Linked DNA regions of Pan troglodytes: all the other regions are linked to region 1. Evidence: chromatin contacts called from public Hi-C data. All regions are on one chromosome and are shown on one strand. The core of a region is the stretch at or near the end of the contact, and the rest is flanking DNA. Distances in the headings are between cores, read along the strand shown. Region 1 holds the start of LOC107970432. Region 2 holds the start of HDAC11 (histone deacetylase 11). Region 3 holds the start of WNT7A (Wnt family member 7A). Region 4 overlaps HDAC11 (histone deacetylase 11).

Region 1 (6,868 bases), core at 447-2,946:
TTGGCAGTCTGGGCAAGCCTGTAGGCTCTTAAACGCCAATTAGATTTAAATTATAGTTATCAAAATACTAAAAGGGGTCTGTGACGTGGCGCTACGTGGGCTTCCTTCTTAACCCAGTGAATGACACGGTCTAGCAGCGGGTCTAATACCCACTGCAATTTCAAAGTACTAAGGAAGGAAAGCGAGATTGCGCCATCTCTGAAATGAGTAGTGCTACTGTAGCTCATTGCGTTCATAATTAAAGGACATGCTATGTTCCAACTAGAGTACAAAAGATGTTATTTCTGCCCATCCACGTTCACGCACCCCCACCTCGATTTCTCTCCAGGTCCTGGAAGCTGCTGTGCGACGCGGTCCTCGGACGCGGCCACCTGCCTCGCCCCGGCCGGGCCTGGCCTGCACTGGCCGGCACCGGCCCGCACCGGTCCGCACCGGTCCGCACCGGTCAGCACCGGTCAGCACCGCCTCGCACCGGTCAGTACCGCCTCTCCGCTGTCCGCTCCTGCGCAGCCGTCCGCAGTTCCGCATGCCACCGCCAGGTGTCGCTGCACACACGCCGTGGCCCCGAGGCTCCTCCGCAAGCCACTCCGCGAGGCTCTAGGGGGCCCCCAGGGTCCTGTTTCCCGCGGCCCGCAGCTTAATCTGTGCACGGAGCACCCCCACGCTGCACTAGGAACTTCCGCTGCTCCCCCAACAGCTCACTCCTTGGTGCCTTTGAGCATGCTGCCTGCAGTGCCTGCCCTGATCTCCGGCTGGGTAATTCCTGCTGCACGTCAAAACCCACTGGAGGCAACACCTCCTCCAGGAAGCCTTCCCTGATGCCACTATAGTGGCCCCTCTTGAGTTTCCACAGCCCCCTGTGGCTGCCTCATCATTGCAGTGACTGCCAACATGGTTGTGTCTGTTTCTGTGTCTGACTCCCTACTAGAGTGTGAGCTTTGGGAGTATGGGGAGGGCCACGCAGTGGGCTGTTTTGTTTTTTAAGTAGACTTAATTTTTTAGAACAGTTTTAGGTTCCCAGGAAAATTGAGCAGAAAGTACAGAGAGTTCCCACACACTCCCTGCCCCTACACGTGCACAACCTCCCCTCTATCAACATCCCCAGCAGAGGGGTGCATGAGGGACCTGCACTGCCACATCAGTGTCACCCACAGCCCATGGTTTACGTGAGGGCTCATTCTTGAAGCTGTACGTTCCATGTGTTTGGACAAACGTACAACGACCCTTATCCACCATTATTGTATCACACAGAATAGTGTCACCGCCCAAAAAATTCTCTAAGCTCCACCCGTAATCCCCTGTGCTCCCTTCCCCCTAACCCCTGGCAACCACAGATCTTTTTACTGTTCCCATAGTTTTGCCTGTTCCAGAATGCTGTATTGTTGGAATCATACAGTGTGTAGCCTTTTCAGATTGGCTTCAGATTGGCTGGGCCACGTGGCAAAACCCCGCCTCTACAAAAAATACAAAAATCAGTTGGGCGTGGTGGTGCATGCCTGTAGTCCCAGCTACTCAAGAGGCTGAGGTGGGAGAATCACATGAGCCTGGTAGGTTGAAGCTGCAGTGAGCCATGATTGCTTCACTGCACTCCAGCCTGGGTGACAGAGAAAGACCCTGTCTGAAAAAAAAAAAAAAAAAAAAAAACAACCAAACTGTTTTCCAAAGTGGTTGTGCCATTTTGCACTCCCACCAGCAATGAATGTGAGTTCCTGGTGCTCCACATCCTCACCAGCATTTGGTGTGTTAGTGCTTTGGATATGAGCCACTCCAGTAGGTGTGTGGCAGTATCTCATGGTTGGTTTAATTTGCAGTTCCCTAATGATATACCTATGTGGAGCATCTTTCAGGTGCTTATTTGCCATCTGTGTATCTTCTTGAATGAGGTGTCTGTTTAGATCTTCTGCCCACTTTTTAATTGGGTTGTTTTCCTATTATTGAGTGTTAAGAGTTATTTGTAGATTTTGGATAATAGTCATTTATCAGCTATGTCCTTTGCAAATATTTTCTCCCAGTCTGTGGCTTTTCTTCTCATTCTCCTGAGCAATGAGGTTTCCCTTACAGAGTTGAATCCCTGTGTGGCCCTAGGCAAGTCATACACTCTCTCTGAACCTCAGTTTCCACCTCTATAGATGGGGCTGGGAGCCCTCCCTCCAGGTTGTAGGTGGGAACAGGATCTGAGCAACGCAGAGCCTGCCAGCACAGAGCCTGGACACGGCAGGGGCTGCCGGTAGATGCTGGTGGAACTGAGTCACCTCCATTCCCTTGGGGGTGCATTTTGCCCACAGTTCCATCATTAAAGCCCCTAGCTATCAACGATGGTTCCATCCATGGCAGAGCAGGCCAGGCCAAGCCAGCCCACAAATCTGTTTGCAGGAAGATTCCTGTGGTTGGAATCCCTTGGTCTTAGGAATGGGTCAGAGGAGCAGACCCCAGGGAGCCCTTGGGATCATGGACAGACCTACTGTTCAAGGGAGGGGTGGCCACTCTGCCCAAATTCCCTCAAGGACCACCCCTCACTCAGTATCCTATCCTCTCCCCACTTGGTCCCCACAGACCTCTGGCCTCTGCTCCCATCGCACCTTTCCCTCCAGCCACACTGGCTGTGGGAAAGCCTTGCAGCCCTTCCTGCAGTCAGAAACACCTTTCCCCCGTGCCACTTGTCCAAATCCACCCCTCCATTAGTTGCAGGCAGAGCGGCCAGGCTGGGGCTGCAGCCACGAGGGGGCACTGTTGCCCCGCAGCTGCGTCAGAACTCATCCACAAAGCTGGAAGGTGCTTCTGTCCCACCAGCTTGCAGAGCAGCAGGCGAGGAGAATGCCTGTCTCACAAAGCTATGGAAGCTAAACGAGGGGAACGTCAGTGGCCCCATCCCACACCCGGGACCTGCTGGGGCTGCTCTGATACCTCCTGCGATGGGTGCTCACTGCCTCCAGCCAGGCTGCCCAGCCCTTGGCGGGAAAAGCTCTGCCTGGAGAAAGGGCTTTGCAATGGACCCAGTCTATTTTGCAGAAGCCATAAGGTCCTGTGGGGCAACAGGGTCTTCCAAATGAAAAACGTTGAGAAGAACAGATTTACCTTGGGAACCATAAGAAAGAAGCAGTTTGGGGTTTCCAGAGAAGCCCAAAACCTAAAAGGGCACGTGAAATTCCTCAGTGTTGACATGTTGGCTCAAAACTTTTCTAAATATTGTACCCAAGCCAAGCAATGACCCACTTGAGCCTACAGCCCACAGGATGGGATGCTGGTTTTGGGTGTAGCTCAGTGACTCAGAGAAAGCAGAACCCTTAGCGCCCGTGTGCAGAACAGCCGGCAAGCAAGCGCGGCACGCCCCTCCACTTGGCACATCTCAGGAAGTGGGATGATTGATGGGGACGCACAGGCTTTCTGGAGGGCAGCCTGAAAAAATGGGGTCAAAACTGGAGTACAGACACCCATGATCAGCAGTTCGCTCCTTGGTTGCATGTCCAGGGAAGTCCACAAATGGGCCCCCTTCACTGCAGCAGAGTCTGTGGGGTGCGTACCTGGGAGCAGCCTGGACACGTGATCCCAGGGAAAGTGTGGGGTGCCCCTCGGAGGACTCCATAGCAGGCACCAGCAACAGACAAGATGTGCGCCAACAGGAAGGAACACTTAACACTGCTGACTACACAATCAGGGAGCCGAGTGGCATCCGTAACACCAGGCTGCAAAGCAACTGCAAATATGTGCACCAAAGAGTGCGCTGCAGCGAGTGGGGAGGAAGAGAAACTTCACAGTGGAGAGAACCAATCAGCACGACCTCAGCCAGGTGGGCAACGCCAGCATCACAGGGGATGCCTCATGTTGACAGCAGCTGCCCTCCATTGGATGTGCTGATCAGGGCACTTTACCTCTGTGATCTTCCTCCCCAGACCCACAGTCCCAGTCTAATCATGAGAAAAGTGTCAGACAAACCCCAGTAGCGGGCATCCTACAATGTATCGGGCCAGTCCTCCTCAACTGTCAAAATCGTCAAAACCAAGGCAACAGCCAGGCATGGCGGCGTGTACCTGTAGTCCCAGCACTTTGGGAGGCTAAAGTGAGAAGATTGCTGGAGACCAGGAGTTCAAGACCAGCCTGGGCAACATAGAGAGACCCCCCCCCCCCCATCTCAAAACAAAAACAAAATCCCAGAGCTAGTCTAAGAAACCGTAATGTGTATCCCAGAGGAGGTCCTGGGACAGAAAAAGGACATTAAATAAAAGCAAAGGAAAGCTAAATAAAGTATGGACTTTAGTTAAGAATGTATCAATATTGATTGACACATATCTCACTGTGCACATATAGTAATGTAAGGTGTTAACAGTAAAGGGAATTAGGTGGGGGACTACTCATAATTATCTTTGTACCTTTTCTAGAAATCAAAAACTATTCTAAAACTAAAACTTTATTTTAAAAAATACATGCCCACTGCACCACAGTACCCATTTTCTAAACCAATTTTCAGCACAGAGATACACAATGAAGGTGTTAGGATGGAGGCCGGCGGGGCAGGGATGGGGATATTGACACAGCCCCCAGGGACAGTGGTGTGGGTGAGTGCCAGCCTTCACCCCCTAGCTCTCCAAAACTAACCCAACAGGAAGGCCAGGGGCCCCAGGCACTCCCCACATGCCCTCTGCATGCCCTGATGGTGGGGCAGCTGCACAGACCTGCCCATCATGGTGTGCCCATCTCTAGCTGGTCCCAGGCTGGCCATGCCCAGAGAGGACAGGCAGGCTGACCCAGGTGTGGGCCCCACAGGCAGCAGGAAGGCCCTGGCAGGGGAGGCCAGCAGGTGGGCTGGGTGCTGCCCTGACCGTGTGGGACTAACACATATGAGTGTGTCTGGGGTCTGGGGACCTGTGTTCCATTCCACACACCCCTCCTCAGGGCCGGGAGAGCAGCGCACATGCTGGAGGGCGGAGATCATGAACAAGGGTGTGAATGTCGCTGCTCTAGCTGAGATGGGTCTGCCAGGCTTGTCCAGTCTGAGATGGGTGAGTCACTGGCTTGTCCCTGAGATAAGAGAGGGGCCCAGGCATGAGATACAGCCCAAATGATACGACTGGCGTCCCAGGACCCCACACCATAGCGTTCCAATATCCCCAGAGGGATCAGCTCCAGCAGGGCCTCCTTTATAATCCGTTCTCCAGCCTACAGCCAGAGGGGTATGGGGAAATGCAGTTCCAAGGCTGTCACCACTGCCCCATGCTTCAGCTGCTCCCAATGCTCTGGGGATTTGCTCAGAGCCCTGGTGGAGGCTCGTGGTGCCTTGCTGACCCTGCCTCACCCCACCCCCTCCACCCTCATCCCTCATCCAGTCCTTCCAGGCAAATCAGGCTTCTCCACTTCAGAAGCTTTGCACATGCTGTTCCCTTGGGCTGGCATGCCCTTCCCTGCTTTTCACTGCATCCAGCTGGACTTTTTTTTTATTATGTTCAACAGAAAATTCACAATCAGGTCTTCGGCCTGCCACTCAGCTCTGCCTGCCCTTCCCCTTCAGGAGATAGGTGCCGCTTTGTGAGCTGCCATAGGCTTTCTGCCTCCCACTTAGCCGCCAACCTCCAACTCACAGCTCAGACTCTCTCATCCCTCTGCAGGGCAGTGTAACTCAGCAGTCCAATTCCTCTGTCTTTGTAGTCATCATTCCCTCAAAATTTTCCAATGCCTGCATCAGCATTCCCAGCCACAGCATTCCCTCTACTAGCATTCCCTGTGAGTGTTCCCGGGCCACCACTGGTGCCATCTTTAGCAATCGTGCTGCCACCTTGTGCTGGGGAATATCTGTGCCCCAACCACCAATGAGCTCCAGTAAAAACTCTGGATACCAAAGGCTCAGATAAACTTCCTTGGTTGTTTATCCTCTTTGTGTATTATCATACATCATGTCTGGGAAGAGGTCACACCATCTGAGACAACCAGAAACTCCATGTTTGGACCCTTCCTGGACTTTGCCCTCTGTGTCTCTCCCCTTGGCTGGCTTGGATCTGTATGCTTTCACTATAATAAAATTGTAATAAGTATAGCACTTTCCTGAGTGCTATACTTTTCTTTGAGTCATTCTAGTGAATGGTTGTACCTTAGGGTGGTTACGGGGACCTCTGACTATGTCACCAATTGGTCTGAAGGGAGGGTGATCCTGGAAACCCCACTCTCGGCTGGTGCCTGAAGTAAGAGCAGCCTGGTGGGGACTCCTTCCTTAAACTCTATCATTTGCTGAACTCCTTACAGTTGGTGGCAGAGTTGGGACTTTCTAGACCAACCCTGACTCGCTGGAACATGTGGTTTGGGAAGAGTAAAAGGGTAGGAGCTGAGGAAACTTTCATTCCTGGTGGTGGCTGTGCTGCAATCCATTTTTTGTCTTTTTTTTTTTTTTTTTCAAATACACTTGCAGGTAGAACCAATACAATCAATTTTTTGTAAGGTAAAAGTTATCAATGGAATTTAGAAATGAGGGATCCAACTCCTAAGCAGTTGGCTCACTAGAGTATAAGGAAATGCAAAGAAACAACAAAAAGGGAAAATGTGAAATCTCTTAGTTATTGTTATCTGCAGTGGTTAAAAGGTAAGTAAGGGTGAGTGTAGGAAGGGACCCTGGTGCTGAGCCAAGATTCTGGTCAGCCTGGACCACAGCCTCTAGCCTGAAGCCCTACCCAAGGAATGTGTGGGGTAGATTCCGATGCTAGGCCAGGGTACAGTCAGCTGACCCAAGGTGTAGCTACTGGCCTCAGAGCCTCCTCCGAAGGGAAAAGTGTGCCGAGACAACAGATAGTAAAGGTTTTCATAAGAGCATGGACAAAACAAAGGGGTAGGACCAAGGAGAGAGTCAAGGGACTCATCCCAGCAGGGTGGAAGCTTTTAAACAGGT
Region 2 (6,645 bases), core at 1,951-4,450, 170 kb after region 1:
AAGGGGTAGCCTCCCCAGCCACTGTGGACAGTAGCCAGTCCCTCTGGCCAGGGAGCAATGAACATTGTACACACAGCGATCCCCATGTTTCCCAAGCCACTGATAGTCACAAGGAGAGCTCAGGTGTGCCAGACAACCTTCAGGAGCAGGTGGCACAAGGGTCAGGGATGTTGACCCTCAGAGTGAGAAAAACTCTTCTTAGGAATTCCCCCTCCACCTTCCCCCCGCCCTTTTTTTTTTTTTTTTTTTTTAATTCATTTAAAGAGACAGGGTCTTGGCCAGGTGTGGTGGTTCACGCCTGTAATCCCAGCACTTTGGGAGGTTGAGGCAGGTGGATTGCTTGAGCCCAGGAGTTCAAGACCAGCCTAGACAACATAGTGAGACTGCATCTCTACAAAATATCAAAAAAATGAGGTGGGAGGATCACTTAAGCCAGGGAGGTTGAGGCGGCAATGAGCCTTGATTCCGCCACTGCACTCTAGCCTGGGTGATGGGAGTGAGACCCTGTCTCAATAAATAAATAAACAAATAAATAAATGCAAGACAAGGTCTTGCTCTGTAGCCCAGGCTGGAGTGCAGTGGCACAAGCATAGCTCACTGCACCCTCGAACTTCTGGGCTCAAGTGATCCTCCTGCCTCAGCATTTCAAGTAGCTAGGACTATAGGTGCATACCACCACCCCCAGCTAAGTTTTTTATTTTCATTTTGTAGAAACAGGATCTTGCTATGTTGCCCAAGCTGGTCTCAAACTCCCGGCCTCAAGTGATCCCCTAGCCTTGGCCTCCCAGAGTGCTGGGATTACAGGCACGAGCCACTGCGCCCGGCCTCCCTCCACCTTCTGATGATATTACAGGAGGCTCAGTGTGGCATGGCCTCGCAACACCTGCCTGTGCTTTGCTCATCTTCCATTCAAACCACCAATCAGTCTCACAGCCTGCAGGCAATAGTAACCAGCCTGGATTGAATTATACTGTTGTTTTCATTGCATTTACTTTTTTACCATGACCTATTTATGGCAAGTGAAACTGCCTTTTCCCATTTTGATGACATAATGTTTCCTTTTAAAACAAGTTTAAGTGAATTTCCCACCTAAATCAGGCCCCTTGATTACAAACCACAGTTAAAACGATGTGCTCTTCGAAGCATCATTTTGCTCAAGGGGATGAGCCCTAAAGGTAGGGCGCCTGGAGCTCTCAGTTCCAAACCCAACTCCGCCTCTTGTAACTGTGTTGCTTCAGCCACTAATGGGAGCTGTATCCTTCCCTGGAAAGAGGTCACAAGCAGGCAGCCAGTGTGCCCAGTTCGGTCTACAGGTGGGCTTTTACAATCTTATAATGAGTGCCACATTAAGAAATCAGGGCTGGGTGTGGTGGCTCACGCCTGTAATTCCAGCTACTTGGGAGGCTGAGGCAGAAAAATTGTTTGAACCTGAAAGGCGGAGGTTACAGTGAGCTCCTGAGCCTCTGCTGTGATTGTGGTGCCTACCCCCAGGGCTGCTGTGAGGACTGGACTGGAATTGGGTGCGCATGTTTCCTAATCATTCTAGGACACAATTTCCCCCATCTGTAATCAAGGGAGGTGCGGTGGAGGTGCTCTACCTCCTGACTCTCTGAACCTTAGGAAATGGACTCCTCCAAGCTTCACCTTCCCTGTGCCCATCAGTAATCAGCTACCTTTCCACTAGGCCTCTTGGGCAGAGGCAGGACTTAGGCCCACAGGATGGGGAGCCAGGGAGAGTCTGAGTCAGGGACATCATATCGTGCTTAGGAGTCTGTGTTGGAAAAATCATTTTGGGCGGAAGCATGGGTGGAAGGCCGTCCGAGGGCTGAAACTGAAGATGGGAGAGAGCCTGAGGCTTATGTTGGGGATGAGGACGGAGAGGACAGGTGGGTTGGAGGAAGCAGATGAGAGTCCATGGGGGACCTTCCATACCTTTTAGGAAATTGATCACTTTGCCCCATTTTCCGGCATCAAAGGGATGCAGCTTCTCCAGGCCCATGAAGGTGATGTTGTAGCGCGGCGAGTACACGATTGGCCAGCGTGTCTCTGGCACATGCTGGTACAGCTGGGTTGTGTGTAGCCTACCGTGTGGAAAAAGACAGACGCACAGCTGGGGCAGCCTCGGCAGAAAGCAGCTCCCTCCCGAGCCCGCCTGGACTGACCCACCAGCCATTGCCCAGCACCACTCAAGGGCCGCTCAACAACAGCTGCTTAAACTGGCTGCCTTTCCCCGAACCCAATTCCAATCCAGTCCTCACAGCAGCCCTGGGGGTAGGCACCACAATCGCACCAGAGGCTCAGAGAGCAGACCAGGTGTGCCCAAGGTCACAGTGCAGGTCTGTGGAGAAGCAGGCGTGCACTCAGGTGTGTCTGGCTGCAAGGCCTCCGCGCATCACCTCTGCACTGTTATAAATGCCCCCACAGCTGTGTGGCACAAGGCTTCGGCTGCAAAATGTGTGGCTGTTGTGAGGACTCAGAGAATGCAGCTGAGGAGCTGAGCACAGTAAGCACTCAGAAACGCAAGTCGGGACCCAACTGGAGCCAGGGCGGGGGGCGGGGATCCCCTGACCCCGCTGCGCTGCTAACCCTTCCCATCACACCCTGGCAGTCGTCACCCAGAGACAGAAATCCGCCCCAGTGGCTGTCTCCGTGGGGGCGTCCGCGTAGCCAGGGGGCTGGGCAGCGCAGACGTCAGACCCGCGCACATCGCCCGACCGCTCCGGGTCCGGGCCCGGGCCCGCGGCCGGCGCGCGTCCCTCGGGCCACCGAGCAGGGGCGCGGGGCTGGCCTGGCGCGCCGGGAGGGCCTGGAAACACCCGTCCCGAGCGCCCCTCACCCCTCACCCGCAAATCTGGGCCCTTACCTGGCGCGCCCGCCCGGCCGTCCCCGCCCTCGCCCTAGCGCGCCCGCCCACCGGGACCCCTGGGAGCCCACCCCCGCCCTCGCCCCGCGGCACTCACATCCCGGGGCCGGCCCTCCCAAAGCTGGCCGCAGCTCCGCGACCGGGCGGGGCGGGGCGGGGCGCGGGTGGGGCCAGCCCAGGACACGCCCCCGGGCTTAGCCGCGTCCTCTGGGGGCAGAACTCTGGCCGATTTGGCCCGCCCCGCCAGTGTTGCGACACAGAGAGCCTGCCTGCAGGAAGGCCACCCCCAACGCCCATCAAGCCCGAAGTCCCGCCTCCGCAGGCAAATACCCGGTGGAATCCCGCCTGGTTCGGAAGCTCCGCCCCCTGGCGGGAGGGCCAAGCGGGTTTCACCCCGGCCTCGCGGAAGGGGCGCGACCACCTCATGTCCTGTTCCTGCGCTTCCCAAGCTGGGTAGAAACGGCGAGAGGCTGGGGGTTAGAAACGACAGGTTCCCGGCAGGCTGTGCCGGGGCTTCGCTGTGTGACCTTGGGCTGGCGTCTGGGCTCTCTGGGCCCTTGTTTCCGCGAGTTAAACGTAGGGGCGGGGGAGTTTCTCTGGCCCTGCCGCCTGTGACCTAAGGAGCCCCGTGACCTCTCCGACCCGAGCCCACCCCCGGCCCAGTCTGCGAGCAGCTCCGGGACAAGCACTCCCGGCGAAGACATGTAGGCTCTCAGAGCCTGCGTTTCCCTCTGTAGAGCAGGCCTGGTTACTGTCTTCAGGGTGCACGCGTCTCCGTCCCCGACCCGCACCCTCACCGCCGGGGTAAGCTGAGCCAGGCCCAAGCGACAGCTGGGGGTGTCCGTGGGGCTGCAACCCAGGAGGAGGCCCCAACAATAGAGCCCCAGAGGACGGAGACAATGGGCCTCTCTGTCGGCCCAGCCGTCCCCGCCATCCAAACAGAAGCAGCTGACGGAGGACTGCCGGGCTGGGATCCCTGGGCCCCAGGGGCCCGCGGGGGCGGCTGTGTGCCAGGGCGGGGCACAAGGGAAGCGCACAGACGTTTGAAGAGGGGCCCCCGTGTGCCTGCCATGATTGCATGATGGCATCTGAGCCTCACAACCTAATCCTGAGAAAGGTGCCATAATCACCCCAACTTTATCTTGAGGGAACTGAGGTTCGGGCCTGCATTAAACCCAAACTCGGCCACCCGCCAGCACAGTGGCTTTGGGCAGGTTGCTTCAGCCTTCTGGTCCTTCATGTCTGCATCTGAAAATGAAGTACTGGGCCGGGTGCGGTGGCTCACGCCTGTAATCCCAGCACTTTGGGAGGCCGAGGCGGGTGAATCACCTGAGGTCAGGAGTTCGAGACCATCCTGACCAACATGGTGAAACCCCGTCTCTACTAAAAATACAAAAAATTAGCTGGGCGTGATGAAGGGCGCCTGTAATCCCAGCTACTCGGGAGGCTGGGGCAGGAGAATCGCTTGAACTGGGGAGGGGAGGTTGCGGTGAGGCCGCGCCATTGCAATCCAGCCTGGGCGACAAGAGTGAGACTCCATCTCAAAAAAAAAAAAAGGAAGAAAATGAAGTTCTGGTTGCACTTCATTCTCTGGATTTCATGGGCAAGTCCAGAGAATCAAGAGACAATAATGTTGATTATTATTCAGAGACCATCTGTCATGTGCTAAGTTGAAGTCCAAATGCTTTTTGCTTGTCGAACTCTTCTGACAGTCCTAGGAGGCAAACTATTGTCATCCCCATTTTATAGATAAAGAAATTGAGGCACAGAATGGTGAAGTAACTCACTCAAAGGTCAGGGATGTGGGCAGATGTAAACCACAGAAGGAATAAGTACTATTTTATAAAGTGACAGAGTGCATGCAGTGGCCCTGTGGCATTTGTGAGAGACCGACTTCCCCTCAGGGAACTTGCTCTGTAGTTTGGGAAGCCACACAGATGATCCTCTGGTTGGGAGAATGAGGATCTGGGCAGCCTGGACCTGAAGCTGAGGCCAAAGAGAGTGGGATTGGTCTGGATAAGAGGGTTTTTAAATTTTTTTAATTTTTAAATTATTTTTTAAGAGACACAGCCTCACTATATTGCTAAGGCTGGTGTCTAACTCCTGGGCTCAAGCGATCCTCCCACCTTGGCCTTCCAAAGTGTTGGGATTACAGGCATGAGTCACAATGCCTGGCCAAGGGTTTTTAAAATTGTGTCCTGGTAGCTAAAGAGTTAAGTGGTCTGCGGAGGCCCTGGAGCTTGTGAACACCTTCAAACCACCATGAAAGCCTGGGCCAACCAGCCGCATTATCACGTGGGGAAGAAATAAGTGTTATGCACGCTGCTGTGGTTGGGGGCCTCTTTGTTGCAGTATCCTAGTGTGTCTGCTCACTAAGACACAGCACTGGGGACACAGCTGCACAGAGCAGATGAGTTCAGAAAGCCTTTGTCAAGCTAATAGTTTAGTGGGAGAGACAAGCCTTAACCTAGGAAGGAAAATTGTGATTACAAAATGTGGTAACTGCTGTGAAAGGCATAGGCTGAGACTGTGAGAGAGAGAATAATGGGGTCCCTGATTTGGACAGTGGTCAGGGAAGGCCCCTTTGAAGAAATACATTTTTTCACTTTTTAAATGTATTTTATTTTTAAATGGCATTTAATGAAACAAGACACTGGCTTATTGAACATTGTATACTTAACTGTTTTTCCCCTTTCATGCAATATTGAAATATATTTCAACTTAAAACAAATAAGAAAGTCCCAAATATAACACTTCTTTTGAAAAATACAGGCACGGCTGGGCGCGGTGGCTCACGCCTGTAATCCCAGCACTTTGGGAGGCCAAGATGGGCGGATCACCTGAGGTCAGGAGGTCAAGACCAGCCTGGCCAACATGGCGAAATCCCATCTCTACTAAAAAGTACAAAAATTAGCCAGGTGTGGTGGCAGGTGCCTGTAATCCCAGCTACTCAGGAGGCCAAGGCAGGAGGAGCTTGAATCCAGGGGCGGAAGTTGCGGTGAGCTGAGATCACACCACTGCGCTCCAGCCTGGGCAACAAGAGCAAGACTGTCACAAAAAAAAAAAGAAAAATACAGCCACGCAAAGGATATTACAGAAATGCACCAAACATGAATTATTGGCACAGATACAATATTTCAAAACATTAGCTAATATTAGATTGAGACATCCTATTACAACATTAAAACCATGCCCCTTTCAATTCAAGTGAGCACCTCTATTTCCATTCCAAGACCCTGTGATTTCATACACATTTAACACAACGGTAACAATAACAGTAATGCTAGCTAGTATTTGTTATGCCCTTAATGAGTGCCAAGCTCGGCTAAATATGTAAAACATGTTTTGTTTGTTTTATTGGTAAAGAGATGAGTTCTTAAACAACCAGAAGATACTGCAGGTTCAAAGTCCCGGAGGCCAGAAGGAGCTTGCATTCAAATAAGAAAATATATTTTCTCAAGGAAATATAAGTTGTATTTCTATGTAACTCTATGCACCAGGAGGGCCCTAGCAAGAAAGAGAGGTCTCACTCCACAGGGATTTCTGAAAAAAGTTTAATGAACAGGCCATTTACCTGAGATGTGGGTGAGGTTGAGGGGATCAACAGGAGATGGTGCAGTACCTGGGGTTGGCAACAGAGGGGAGGGAGCTCTCACCCCTAAACCTGAAGGGTCCAGGAGAGGGAGTGGTTTCCTGGAACCAGTGAGAATAGCTAGTTATGGGCCACGGGGAAGCCTGAGAGGAGGTTTGAGGCCACACAGTCACTGCCAAAACTAGGGGTA
Region 3 (6,939 bases), core at 2,794-5,293, 230 kb before region 1:
CCTACAGACACTTCAGACTCAGCATGTCCAAAACCAAGTTTCACTCCCTGAGACCTCCTGCTCCCAGGGTCCCCAGTCTGTATTTTTCTCACCAGCCACACTCTCACAGGACAGGACACTGTCCTGGAGGCCTTCCTCATCCTGTCTACCCTGCCTTCAAACTCGGTCTCAAATCCACCCCCTTCTCTCCCCACCATCTGTCCAGGGTAAGCCTTCTCTCCCACAGGTAACTATTGAGACCTCCTGACTTGCCCTCCTCTCTTGCTCCCTCCTCTGTTGGCTCCCATGACAGCCACCATGAACCTTCTGAAACAAAAACCTGATCATGTAACACTGCTGCCCCCCTTAATATGCCCTGTGTCCCTAGACTCCCTATTGAGCCTCTTCCCTGCATATCTCCTTCCCTCTAACGCCCCAATATCCAGGCACCTTGAACTTCCGTGGCCCTGTTTCCTCTGGTTTCAGAAACTCACTTGCTTAATACCGACTCACTCTTTCAGGATCCCATTTTAGGAACACTTCCTCTAGGAAGCCTTCCCTGATCCTCTGAGACTGGCTGAGGAGCTACTCTGTGTTCCAACAGCCCACTGTGCACCACACATCTTGGTGCCTAACACCTTTTTTCCTATTGGAGTGTCCCAAGTCCTTCCCCCTCCTCCATTAGATGGGCAGCCTAATGGGGCTGGGGGGTGGGTTAAGAGCAGATGCTGAAGTCAGTATTTTCTAGGTTCGAAGCTCAGCTCAGCCATGGCCTGGCTGTGGGAATTTGATGCTTTATTTAATCCCTCCCTGATTCACTTTCCTCATTCTATCAAATAATGATGGCTGTGATAATGATATCAACAAGTGGAGTACCTACCCCTTGGCATTTTCAGGGGATTCACTGAGTTGATATGCTGAGGCTGTAAATGACAGTGCCTGGCATGTAATAGTGCTACCTATGTGTTTGATCATGAAATCGGTCCTCAGATGGGTTGCTCCAGGAGGGGCAGAGACTGGATTTATTTGATATACTGATCTGTCTTGGCCATATTCTTCCCTCCTGTGTTCCTCCTCTTCTTCCTCCTCCTCCTCTCTCATCTTCCAATGTACCCAGCACCTGCATGGAGCTGTTGGTATGTGCCTAGCACCTGGCCTGACATCCGGTCACAAGTACACCCCAGCATTCATGACATGAGTGAAACTTTGGTCTAGGAATGATGGTGAATGCAGAAAATAAAGGTCATATTTGGAGATTCTTTGGAGGTAGACTGCTCAGGGCTTGTGCTGACTTCATCTGAGGGTGGAAGAGGAGGAAGAGGAGGAGGAACAATGCAGGAGGGAAGAACATGGCCAGGACAGACCTTGTGATTTCCTTTACCAAACTCTTAGCTCCTCCAACCATCTCCAGATCATTACAAGCCACCTCCATTCACCCAAATACTCCAGCCAACATCGGGGTCACCTATCATTCCTCTTTCTCTTTCTCTACCCACCCCCACCGAATCCTTTCAAGTCCTGTCTGTGCAAGACACAGGCCCCGTATCCTGGGTCCTTTTCTCCTCTCTGCACCCCACTTCTACCCTTATTGTCCTAGTTACAACTGCTGTGTAACAAGCATCCCCTCCAAACTTATTGGTAAAATAATCATTATATTCACAAGTTATAGGGCTCAGGAAGTTGGGCAGGGTACACTGGGGATACTACATGGCCACTGTCCACCATGCTTTAGCTTGGCAGACACAAAGCCAGCATGACACAATGGTGGAGGTACCTTCACCCACATTTCTGGCACCTGGGCAAGGTGACTCCAGTGCTGAACTCACCTGGGACTGTGGACTGGAGCAAGCACAGGTGGCCTCTGCCTATGCCTGGGCTTCCCCACAGCATGGTGGCCTCTAGGCCTCTTGCATGGTGGCTCAGGGCCCCAGCACTGGTGCGCCAGCCAACAAAACAAAGACTGCATTGTTTTTTATCGTGAAGACTTGTAATTTTTGAGCATCACTTCTGCTACATCTTATTGGTGGAAGCCATCACAAGCCCACCCAGATTCACGCAGGCAGAGCACAGAGAACCCACTTCTTCATGGGAGGAGTGTCAAATAATTTTGTGGTCATGTTCTAAGAGCACCACCCTAACCCAAACTACCAATGTCTCACCTGGACCCCTACTGTCATCTCCTTTCTGGTCTGCTTGATGGCGCACTTTACTCACCTGTCCCCATTCCCACAGTGTGTTCCCTTAGGACAGCCACGGGGAGCTTTTGAACACACAAATTAGATCAGTCACCCCCTTCTTCATCCCTCCAATGTCTCCAGCTGAACACACCACTGAAATCCAAGCTCCTTGACGTGCCCACACAGCTTTGTGGATCTGTGTAGCCCCATCTCCCTTCAAGCTCAGGCCTTCTCTCTCTCTCTATTGCAGCCCACCATCTCCTCCCTGGGGCTCATGCCCACCTCTGAGCTTTTGCACCTGCTGGTCCCCTTCCTGCAGTGCTGGACCCCTGATGCTGTGTCCTTCAGGCCTCACCTCAAATGCCACCTCCTCAGACCTAAAATTAACCCTCCAACACCCAGTATTCCCTCTCCCATCACCCTGCTTAATGGTCTACTATCTGCAACTCTGTTCTTGTTCACTTATCATCCGTCTCCTTCCTGGCCCCAAGAAGAAAGACTGTTGCCTTTCTTCTTCCTTGTGTCCACGGTGCCCACTATCGTGGTTGGCACAGAATATGGAATATGAATGAATACCTGAATGGTGGCTTTCGGGTGTGTGTGTGTGTGTGTGTGTGTGTGTGTGTGTGTGTAATTTAGAAAGGCAATCTTGAAGGATAGTCAGGACTGGGTGCAGGAGGTGACTACAGTTGGGCATACTTTGTTTCCCATATGGTTGTGCCACTCGCTAGCTGGTTACTCTGGGCAAACACCTTCACCTCCTTGAGCCTCAGTGTCTTCAGCTGAAACCTGAGTTCAGATTTGCCAGACCCGGGCATAGGGACAGCAGGTCCAGCAGGAACACCAAGCCAGGACCACAGCCACTCCCAGGGAGCTCAGTCCCTGGAGCCCGAGAGGAACACTTTCCGGAGGCGCAGGCACAGCCGCTCCTAGAGACTGGGCAACCCCCAGGTGGCAGGCGGGACCGGTCCGTGCAAACAGGGGACAGGTACCCGGAGGATGGACATTCGCTGGCAAAAACATAAACTGCCGCTCGGAGTCTTGGCACCATCCAATTTCCAGGGACGGTTAGACTCCCCCTAGCTCACTGGATGAGGTGTACACCAAAGAAGGGGGTTAGCCCCCTCGGGTCGGCCAGGGCACTCAAAGCATTCTGTTCCCGGGAGCGAGGCCGAGGTGCACCACCCGCCGCGTCCGCCTGGTGTCGCCGCGAGCGCGCTCTGAGCGGCCAGCTGCGCCCCTCACGCTCCCGCGGCTCAGGCGCCCCACTGCTGTTCCGCGCGGGGCAACTGGGCCTCAGCCCGACTCAGTCTGTCGGCTAACAGCAGGATCCCAGAGGAGGCTGCCCAACCTGGGCACCCCCTGCCGCCACTCTCGAATAGGTGGGGGTAGGGAAGAAATACGCTGAGCCAGTCAGCCCGTCGCTCCGCGAAAGGGGGCGCCCTCCCCTGAAGCTGGGGTTGGGGAACTGGGGTGTGCCCTGTCAGCCCCAGCTCCCTGTTCCGGGCTGGAGGGAGCAGGGCAGCAGACCAAGGCACTAGGCCTCTCGGCCGAGTCTGGTCCACTCCACCCGAGGGCAGCCTCTGGACGCCCACTCGCCCTGCAATCTGCAAGTTAGTGACGGGTGGGGGGCGAGCGGGCTCCTACCGCCTCCAACCGGGCTGTGCTCCCCAGCCTGCCACCTGCACCCCGGAGCAGGGAGGGGGCCCCCGGGAGCGCGCAGGGAAAGGCGCGAGCGCGCGCCTTGTGCAGGCGGCCCTGTCCCGCGGGCGCAGGGGCGCTGGGCGGGCGCTCCCGGGAGGCGGTCGGGGGAGGGGGCGGGGGAGGGACGGGGGAAAGGAGGGAGGGGCGGGGGCGGGAGGCAGCAGCGCCCCCGCACTCCCCGCGTCTCGCACACTTGCACCGGTCGCTCGCGCGCAGCCCGGCGTCGCCCCACGCCGCGCTCGCTCCTCCCTCCCTCCTCCCGCTCCGTGGCTCCCGCGCTCCTGGCGAGGCTCAGGCGCGGAGCGCGCGGACGGGCGCACCGACAGACGGCCCCGGGGACGCCTCGGCTCGCGCCTCCCGGGCGGGCTATGTTGATTGCCCCGCCGGGGCCGGCCCGCGGGATCAGCACAGCCCGGCCCGCGGCCCCGGCGGCCAATCGGGACTATGAACCGGAAAGCGCGGCGCTGCCTGGGCCACCTCTTTCTCAGCCTGGGCATGGTCTACCTCCGGATCGGGTAAGGGCTGCCTGCGCCCTTTCCGCGCGTGTCTCGACAAAGTTGGCACGGCCCGGGGAGGGAGGTGTGCCGCCTGCGAGCCTCTGCCGGCCAACTTCCACAGCTTCTCTGAGAGGCCGGGTGGGTGCGGTGTGGGAGCGGTGGACGCACAAAGACCCCCCGCAGGACACCCCAGGAGATATAGGCAGGGGGACTGGCCATCCTGAGGACGTCTGAGTCTGGAATCCCCCAGGACCAGAGACAGCCGGTAGGGACGCTCCAGCCTGAGGGACTCTGGGGGAGGGCTAGCTGCTGCAAAGGTTCAGCCCATCCCGGGGACCCTTCGGACCCGGGCATAGGGACAGCAGGTCTAGCAGGAACATCAAGCCAGGACCACAGCCAATCTCGGGGAGCTCAGTCCCCGGAGCCCGAGACGAACTCTCTCAGGAGGCGCGGCACAGCCGCTCCTAGAGACTGGGCAGTCCCCAGGTGGCTGGCGGGGCCGGTCCGTGCAAACAGGGAACAGGTACCCAGGAGGAAGGACATTCGCTGGCAAAAACATAAACCGCCGCTCGGAGCCTTGGCACCACCCAATTTCCAGGGGCCCTTAGACTCACAGAGCCCCTTCCCGGGCCAAGGGGACAGCACGTCCCACCCCCAACAAACACACACAAAGGTGGGACGAGAGGCGGCCTGAGACACAGAGGGAGACAAGCGCTAGAGAGAGGCGGGACACCCCGCCCCCTGGAACTGGGCAGCAGAGGCGGCCGGGCGCGCGAGCAGCCCTCCGGCTTCACCTAGCGTTTCTGTGGAGGTGGGGCTCGGGGGCGCTCTGGCTGGAAGGTGGGAAGGGGCAGCTCGGGACGCGTCCTGGAGCTGCTTGTGCAAAGCCGGTCACCCTTTGTACTTAAGACAACGCGTGTGAGGCTCGGAGCGGTGTGGGGGCGGGGGGGTCTGGGCATGGATAGAGGTTCTGGCGCTGAAGGGCCCGCTTGGTAGGTCTCACACACCCTGCCCCTCCAGCCCCCAGCAGTGAACCCATTACCATCCCTTTTGAGGAGGGGTGGACCGCAGGGGCTGCGGCGAGGGGATGTGCGTGGCAGACCCTTTGTGTTTTGTCACTACTACCCCCCTACCCCGTCACTTCCCCAGTCCACGTCTCTGGAGCGGGGATTTCGCAAGTTGTCCGGCCGCGGCCGCTAGCAGGTGCGTGCAGAGCCGACCAGGGGCCGCCAGCCCGACCAGCGGCGGAGAGGCGGCTGCGGGGCTCGCGCCAGTACCGCCAGCCTGCCGGTGTGTTTTAAGTGTTATTGATTCGCCCGCGTCTGGGTGGCTTTCCTTTTTTTCCCCTGCTTTAATCTTCATCTTGGCCCGCGCCCCGCCGCCCCGCGCACATTCAGCATCCAGGAAGCCAGTAGGGCCGATGGGCTGGAGCCGATTGACTCGGGCCGCGTGCGGCTTTATCTCCTTTTTAATTAGAAACGGGGAGGAGGGACCCGGGTGGCGGGGGAGACAGAAAGGGAAAACAGCAGAAAATAACCTCCCCTGGCCGCCCCGCCCGCCCGCGGGCCGCCCTCCGGCCGGCGCCGCGGCCTCCCCGGATTGGCCCTGCGGGGGCCCAGCTGCCCGGCAGGGAGGGAGGGAGGGAGTCCTGCAGGGCGCTGGCTTTCCGCCCCAAGCTGCCCTCTGGGGTAGGGAGAGGTCCAGGTCGGGGAGGTGGGAGTTGCAGGTGACTTCGGGCCAGGCCCTGCTGCTCCCTGCGCCTCGGGCTACTCATCTGTATAGTGGGCATGAGGGGTGAAGTCTCAACGTCCCTAAAAGGTTTTTCCATTTCCCCAGACGTGACGGCTCTACCCGCTTCTGGCTGATGGTGGGGCATCTGCGGTATTCTTATTTTGCTCGGATAGTTCAGGTGACTCCGCACTAGCCTATTGCAACAATCAGATCCGATAATAATAATGATAATTACAACAACAACACCACATTTATGGGGCACTCACTATGTGCCTGGCACCTTCTAAGCACTTTCCATGTTCTAGCACATTTGATTTTCACAGCAGCCAATGAGGTGGGGACTAGTTATCAATACCCTAATTTAGCCATGGAGAAACTGAAGTGCAGAGGGAAGGAAACTTGCCTAAGATCGCACAACTAATAAGTGAAGGAAGCTTGGATGAGAACCTAGGCCAGACCCTTAGGGGCTAGTCTATTGCACCTATGAATTTTTGGCCCCAGTATGCCAACCTATCCACTCTCTGCTGGTGTAGAAATTTCCCGGTGGCCAGGTAGGTGCTCAGAGGGTCCTCCTGACAAATGATGCCAAAACGTCTCCACTTAATCTTCTCATGCTGCTTCTTCCTCAGACATTCCCAGCATTCTAGTGTGTGTTAGACTCGGGTTTAGCGCTGAGATGCAGGTGCAAAGCCAGGCTGTCCCACCTCCAACACCTGCTAGCTGAGAACCTTCCTCCAGGTCCCAACCTCTGTGAGCCTCAATTTTCAAATATGTGAAACGGATGTGATGATTCTTGCCCCACAGGGCTGTGTGGAAAGGTCACATGAGCTGCTGTTTGTGGCAGCACCCAC
Region 4 (6,140 bases), core at 266-2,765, 140 kb after region 1:
GCCTCGCCGTGCACGGGCCTCTGCAATCCTCTCACACATGTGGCCTGGCACATAGCACATGCTCACCACAGCCACCCCCTGCAAGGAGGCTGCCAGGTGAGGAGGGGAGGAGGCCGGGGTTCTGGTTTGCTTGCCAGGGGGTGCCAGGCTCCTTCAAGCCCTCCCTGGGCCTCACCTTCCCCATCCACAAATGGACAACGCTGACAGCCAGCACTGAGCCAGGGTGAGCAGGCCTCCTCAAAGGACACCTCCCTTCTCGTCCACCCCCACACGCCCTGTCCAGCTGCAGTGCCGAGGCTGGGCCTCTGCAGGTGGAACAGGCAGGTGGAACAGGTACTCTCCAGGGCCCTAGCCCCAGCTGCACATGCCAATCCATGATGCATTTCTCAGCTGCCTGCTGTTTTATGACTATTTTTTAATTCACTTTGTACTTTGAAAGTTCAAGCTGAAAGCCAATGGCCCTTTAGAAAGCCCAGCGTATGTTTTCCAGCTGAACAGCATTTCCAGGGTAGGATGTGGGAGCACCCGTCTCTGCGGGCCCCAGCCTGAGTAGACAGCAATGTACCCACAGGTGCCACACTTCCCTCCACCAGGCCCTGCTACCACCGCTGAGGGGCCGTGGGACTGCCTTTCCCATCCGGGTCCCTGTCTCATCTGGACAACAAGGGTGCTGAGCCCTGCCTCTCCCGGGGTTGCTGGTAAGACTATGAGCTGGGGAAGGGCGTGGAAGTCCAGGCAGTGTGCAAGATGCCATGCTCACCAAGACACTGTTTGCCAGAGGGCCTGGCCATGGGGAAAGGGCACTAGTGTTGGAGTCGGATGGATGTGGGTGCATTCCCTGGCTTTGCCATTGCCCAACTCTGCAGTCTTCGGCAAGCCATTTCACCTCTCTGAGTTTGTTTCCCATCAGTAACATGGTGGTGGTGATGATGGTGATGATGAGTGCCGACAGCCACAATCAAGCATGCTTAATTGAGTGTTTACTCTTGCTTTAAGCCCTTCACAAACATTCACTCATTTAATTCTCCAACACCTAGGAGGTAGGTGCTATCATCCCCATTTTGCAGATGAGTAAACTAAGGCACACAGCTATCGAGGGGAGGAGGCAGGACTCAGAGCCAGGCTGGAGGGACTGGAGCCCACGCGTCCGCTCCCTGGGCCTCCCTAGCAATCACGTGACGGCGTCACTTCCAGAGTGGTGCAGAGCCTCACGCGTTGGCCCTGGGCCTGAGCAGGGTGTCCCCAGCCAGTGCTGGCTAAGCTGAATGAAACCAACTCAAGGGCAGGCTGCCCTGGAGGAGTTCCTGGCCCTAAACCCCAAATGTTTGGCTGAGCAGCCAGGGAGGCATCATAAAAGTCTTCCTTTAGGTCTGCCCAGGAGTCCCGCTAGGCAGGGAGGGGCCCCGTGCCAGCAACCGCCTTTGTTTATGCCTGAGGCAGCAGAGTGGGGATGGTCATGCCTGCCTCTGCCCCCGCCCCCGCTGGGGCCCTATTAGCCTAGCCTGGAGGGGTGGGTTCCGGGCAGGGGCCAGGTTACAGCCGGGCACTGCTGCTTCCTGCTGGAACCTCCCTGCGTCTGTCCCGTAGAGAACAGAGCTGTGTCTCCCAAGATGAAATCCCTCTCCCCAAGCCTCAGCCGGCTCACTGGCCAGGCATGGTGCAAGGTCATGCCTCCCAAGGTCTCCCCAGATCATGAGTCTGATGGCCAGTCGTCCTCAGCCTGTCCCTGCTCTTATCCAGGGCTGCCAGCAGCCACTGGGGCGTCAGGGCTGCTATGCCACCTCTCAGCCACTTCATGAAGCTGACCTGCTCCACTGGGATTGATGTAACTTGTGGTGTAATTTACACACAGCAAAATGCACAGATCCTGCAAACAGGTCCAAACACTTCATCTGGCCTCAATTCTTCCACCTGACCTACAGGACATTCCTCCCCCTCACCCTGACAGTTACTGGGAGCAGCAGAAAGCCACCCAGTGTCCTGAGTGCCTTCCAGGTACTGAGGCTCTTATTCCCAGGACAACCTCTTCCATGAGCATCTTTAAGGAAGAAACAGCTCACAGGTTCTGGAGCTGGGGCCTGGGCTCCAGTCCTCACTCCTCCACTTAGGGGCTGCGGTGCTCAGCAAGTAACTAACCCCTTTCCTGCCTCTGCTTCTACATCTGTGAAGTAGGCATGGAAACAGTTCTCACCTCAGAGTGCCATGAAGTTCCATATGCAATTCCCAGCTAGAGTCTGGATAGGGCCTGGCCCTTAGTACCACCTGGTCAGCATCAGCCTTTATCAGTCTCCTCCCACCCAGCACAGGGCCAATCGGGACCCCTGCCTGCTACCCCATGTCCTTTTCCCTGACACCCTGTCTGAACCTCAAGGGGCCACCCTGCCCCCCATCCAGGCTGTGCCACTGATACTGGGGATGCTCTGGTCACTCTGCCCGGCCAAGGCTCTGCCTTTCCCCCTGCCTGGATACCCCACCCCAGCCCAGCCTCATCTCGGGGCAGCCCATCCCCATAAGCTCTCCAAAAGCACCCCAGGCCTGGAAGACACCCCATCCACCCACTGCCCTGCCAGGGCCCCCTCCCACTGTGCAGCAGAGCCACCATCACAGCCCAGCTGTGCCTGCCCACCCATTCCCAGGCTGTCCCAGACCCCAGCCCAGTGACCTTATCACCCTGGGATCCTAGACCCTTCTCTGTCCAGAGTAAACCCCCACCCCCACCCCACCCCCCTGCCAAGTGTGAGGCAGCTGAGAACTTTTACTTTGGGATCTGGCAGAGCTGGATTCAAGCCTGGCTCTACCACTGTTGAGATCTGCTGGGAGGTGTGGCCTGGGGCAAATTTCTCACCCCTGCCAAGCCTCAGTTTCCTCATCTGTGAAATGGGAATCATTACCAACTCCACAGGACTCAGAAATGGAATAACACACTAGCATTTATTGAGCAGCTACCCATGTCAGGCCTTGCGCTACAAGAACTTTCCATTTTCATTTCCTTTCACCCCTAGGAGGTAGGGATTCTTTGCCTCCAGCACACACAGCAGCCTAGGCCAATCAAGCCTCTAGGATTCTCTAGGAACAGAAGCTCAACAGTGACAAACCATGTCTGTGGCTGAGCCCCAGAAGTCGCTGGCCTGTGTTGGGTGTGAACGGATGTTAGGTGCCTCGAGTCAGCGACAGAGACCAACGGCAAGGGTAGGGATCTCAGAGTGCATTGTTAGAGCCTCGGGGTCTGGTCCAGGAGGCCAGCATTGTTGACATTTTGTGATCTTGGAACCCTTCTCCCTGCAGCAGAGGGAGCATTAGGGAGGCCGGGAGACAGTGGGAGCACCCCCTCACTGTAATGAACACAAGTCCCGTAGGGGGCTGATGGAGCAGGGCCACCTCAATGGACCCACTTTCCCTCCCCAGCCCCTGATTTGATCAGGGCCACAGCTGCTGGCTAGCAGGGGTGGATGCTCCCCCGCCCACTTCCTGGAGGTCCCTGAATGTCCCCATGAGTAGGGCTGAGGAACAGGCCAGAGGTCTGGCCCACCTGGGGGCCCTGGGCATGGAGAAGGATTGGGGCCCAGGCACTTTGGTGAGGCCAGTGGAGGCCACAGTCCCACCCAGGGCCCTGCCCCGGCTACCTATGTTCATAATCCCCAGGCCAGGATAGAGATCCTCGCTGCCCTCTCTCCAGGAACCCCTGCCCCGCCTCACCAGTGTCTGGGTCCCTCCCTGGGCCTGGGTTCCTGCAGGACCTGGCTTGGGCACCACCCTGCATCCCTGATTTCCACCTGTGAGCCTGGCCTGCCCATGTCCCCCACCCTTCTTCTGCCCCCTCCCCACCTGGGTCAGCGGCCCCCTGGAGGCGACAGGGCTGAGGCCCGTCCTTGCGCTAAGAATTCCTCCCCCAAAACCTGCCCCTTGCACTGAACAGGCAAGACTACTGCTAAGGCAGTGATCTGGGTGCCGCAGGCCTTCCCCACCTTCACCCCCACAGAAGGGCCTGGGGAGGCAGGTCCAGACCTTGCTTTATTGAGGGGGAACTCCAGATGAGGGAACCCACCTGTACCCCTTCCTGACCGCCCCTCACATCCAGGCCCAGGGTTCCCACCTGCTGCCTGGGAACCAGGCCCACCTGGAGGCCTAGCTCCAGCACCTCCTGGGCCATCCACACCAGCGCCTATAGCTCTTCAGCTCAGGGGCAAAGAGGGCAGCAAATCCCATGACCAAGGGGAGGGAGGGAGGCCCAGTCAGGATGCAGGCCTAGTCAGGATGGAGGTGGAAGCTTCCTCACTCTGACCTGGGTCTGCTGTTCTCAAAACCAGAACACCCCAAGCCCAGGGCCCTCGCTGTGCCTGGGACCTAGCCTGTCCTCTCCGATTCTCAGTTAACTGCCTGCCTCCCTGGACCTATGGGCTGGTGACTTCGTGTGGGTCCCCCTGGGACACAGGCTCTGCCTTCTGCCCCCACCCATAGAGGCCTCAAGCCCTTCTGGCTTCCAGCAGGGAAAAGTAGAGGAAGGGCCAGCTCCAGGCCCCAGCCAGGGATGGCCCTGCCCCTCCATGCTCACTGAAGGCTGCCTCCACCACCCCATGAGGTTAGAAAACAAAAAGCACTAAGGGGCGGATAGGCGGGACCACGTGACAGGCAGGGCAGTGAGGGTCAGGGCACTGCAGGGGGAAGCAGCGGTGTGTCTGAGTTCTGTGCGGAGACGCTGGGTGACTCAGGCCCAATGAGCCCCAGGCCAAACAGATTAAGTATGGAGTCAGCAATGATGCGGGCTGTGCGCTTCTGGTACCCGCCTGAGGTCACCATAAGGATGGGCACCCGGCGGCCACGGACCATCCGGAACACCAGCTCATCCCGCTTCACGATGCCCTGTTAGGGGAAGAGGAGGGTGACTCAGGCAGGCCAGACCCCCATGGTGTCAGGAAGTCCTGCTGCAGGGCTAGCCCTGCTCCAAACTGCTGTTGCTTCAGCCCATCTCCTCCCTGACATGAGGCCGCCCACCTTTCCTGCTGCTGCTGAGTCCATAGAGCAGACCCTCCCGCGGCCCCAAGGGTCAGGACGTACCGCTGGGCTGATGGACAGCCCCCCAAGGCGGTCCCCCTCGAGGATGTCGGTGCCTGCATTGTATACCACCACGTCGGGCAGGTGCTCCTGGAGGGATTTCTTGATGTTCCTCTCCACCTTATCCAGGTACTCATCATCCTCTGTGCCCCACTCCAGCTCCACCTTCCGCCTGATGGCCTCTGGGAGAGAGACATGGATGGCCTCAATTTATAGAGAAGGGAAACTGAGGCTCAGGACAAGACTGTGGACACCAGGCAAGACTGGAAACTGGTCTGTCAGATTCAGCACTGCTCGGCCTCATTCCACCCAAAACTAAGGTGAAAAGAGCACCAAGAGCTGCAAAAAGGGGGACTCAAAGGAGAGAAGGGGCACTGAAGCTGAGACACTGCCCTGGGGGTGTGGAGATCTGTGTCGGCAATGTCAGATTTCACTGCCTCCTTTGGGTCTTGCCTACACACATGGACACCCTGCCCTGCCCTTAAGCCCAGGCTCAGCACATGTGAGGTTCTGTTCAGAAATTGGTTCCTTGGGCCATACTAGCTGCTGACTTATCCACACCAGACTCATCGCGACTGGTGCAAAAATGTCCCCTACCTGCAAAGGTGGCAGCCCTGTTTTTAAATCTCATCTGAGAGTCTCTGCCTTTTGATTGATGAGTTTAATGCATTTTCATCTTAACGATTATACATGAATTTCTTTCTTTCTTTCTTTCTTTCTTTCTTTCTTTCTTTCTTTTGAGATGGAGTTTCGCTCTTGTTGCCCAAGCTGGAGTGCAATGGCGTGATCTCGGCTTACCGAAACTTCCGCCTCCCAGGTTCAAGCAATTCTCCTGTCTCAGCCTCCTGAGTAGCTGGGATTACAGGCATGCACCACATCCAGCTAATTTTGTATTTTTAGTAGAGATGGGGTTTCTCCATGTTGGTCAGGCTGGTCTCAAACTCCCGACCTCAGGTGATCCGCCCACTTCAGCCTCCCAAAGTGCTGGGATTACAGGCGTGAGCCACCACGCCCAGCCTATGTGAATTTATTTCTTATTTCGTATTTTCAAATTTATCCTATTTTTCTTTTTTTTCTTTCATTCTTTC

Evidence for each region. A called contact is a pair of places that touch in the nucleus more often than the background predicts.
Region 2: a Hi-C map of stem cell-derived neural progenitor cells shows a contact between it and region 1, with 4 times the contacts expected there. The contact joins the promoter of HDAC11 here to the promoter of LOC107970432 in region 1. A contact is called at or near these places in 3 of 7 Hi-C or Micro-C datasets (blood, induced pluripotent stem cells and stem cell-derived neural progenitor cells) and 1 of 1 datasets of contacts at active chromatin or transcription factors (stem cell-derived excitatory neurons).
Region 3: a contact with region 1 is called in a Hi-C map of a lymphoblastoid cell line, with 6 times the contacts expected there. The contact joins the promoter of WNT7A here to the promoter of LOC107970432 in region 1. A contact is called at or near these places in 5 of 7 Hi-C or Micro-C datasets (blood, induced pluripotent stem cells, a lymphoblastoid cell line and 1 more), 1 of 1 datasets of contacts at active chromatin or transcription factors (stem cell-derived excitatory neurons) and 1 of 1 other capture datasets (stem cell-derived neural stem cells).
Region 4: a Hi-C map of induced pluripotent stem cells shows a contact between it and region 1, with 3 times the contacts expected there. The contact joins the enhancer-like site here to the promoter of LOC107970432 in region 1. A contact is called at or near these places in 4 of 7 Hi-C or Micro-C datasets (induced pluripotent stem cells, a lymphoblastoid cell line and stem cell-derived neural progenitor cells) and 1 of 1 other capture datasets (stem cell-derived neural stem cells).

Annotation. Positions count from the first base shown.
Region 1 is chr2:17,647,247-17,654,114 of NHGRI_mPanTro3-v2.0_pri, reverse strand. LOC107970432 reads left to right here and starts at 1,696. Exons shown (of 2, transcript XM_054680333.1): 1 at 1,696-1,701; 2 at 2,408-3,304. The coding sequence starts at 1,696. The coding sequence ends at 3,208.
Region 2 is chr2:17,480,418-17,487,062 of NHGRI_mPanTro3-v2.0_pri, reverse strand. HDAC11 (histone deacetylase 11) reads right to left here and starts at 3,200. Exons shown (of 10, transcript XM_016940518.2): 1 at 2,961-3,200; 2 at 1,933-2,081. The coding sequence starts at 3,160.
Region 3 is chr2:17,878,242-17,885,180 of NHGRI_mPanTro3-v2.0_pri, reverse strand. It overlaps WNT7A (Wnt family member 7A), which reads left to right and starts at 4,043. Exons shown (of 4, transcript XM_016940526.4): 1 at 4,043-4,375. The coding sequence starts at 4,305.
Region 4 is chr2:17,506,951-17,513,090 of NHGRI_mPanTro3-v2.0_pri, reverse strand. It overlaps HDAC11 (histone deacetylase 11), which reads right to left. Exons shown (of 10, transcript XM_016940518.2): 9 at 5,056-5,234; 10 at 2,913-4,860. The coding sequence ends at 4,645. Among named protein-coding and RNA genes, the nearest start is that of HDAC11, 26 kb to the right of the region's middle. Within about 2 kb of position 1,515, at least 7 of the 24 cell types and tissues checked have an H3K27ac peak or open chromatin away from gene starts, as enhancers often do. A contact at or near this core is called in induced pluripotent stem cells and stem cell-derived neural stem cells, where this site is marked.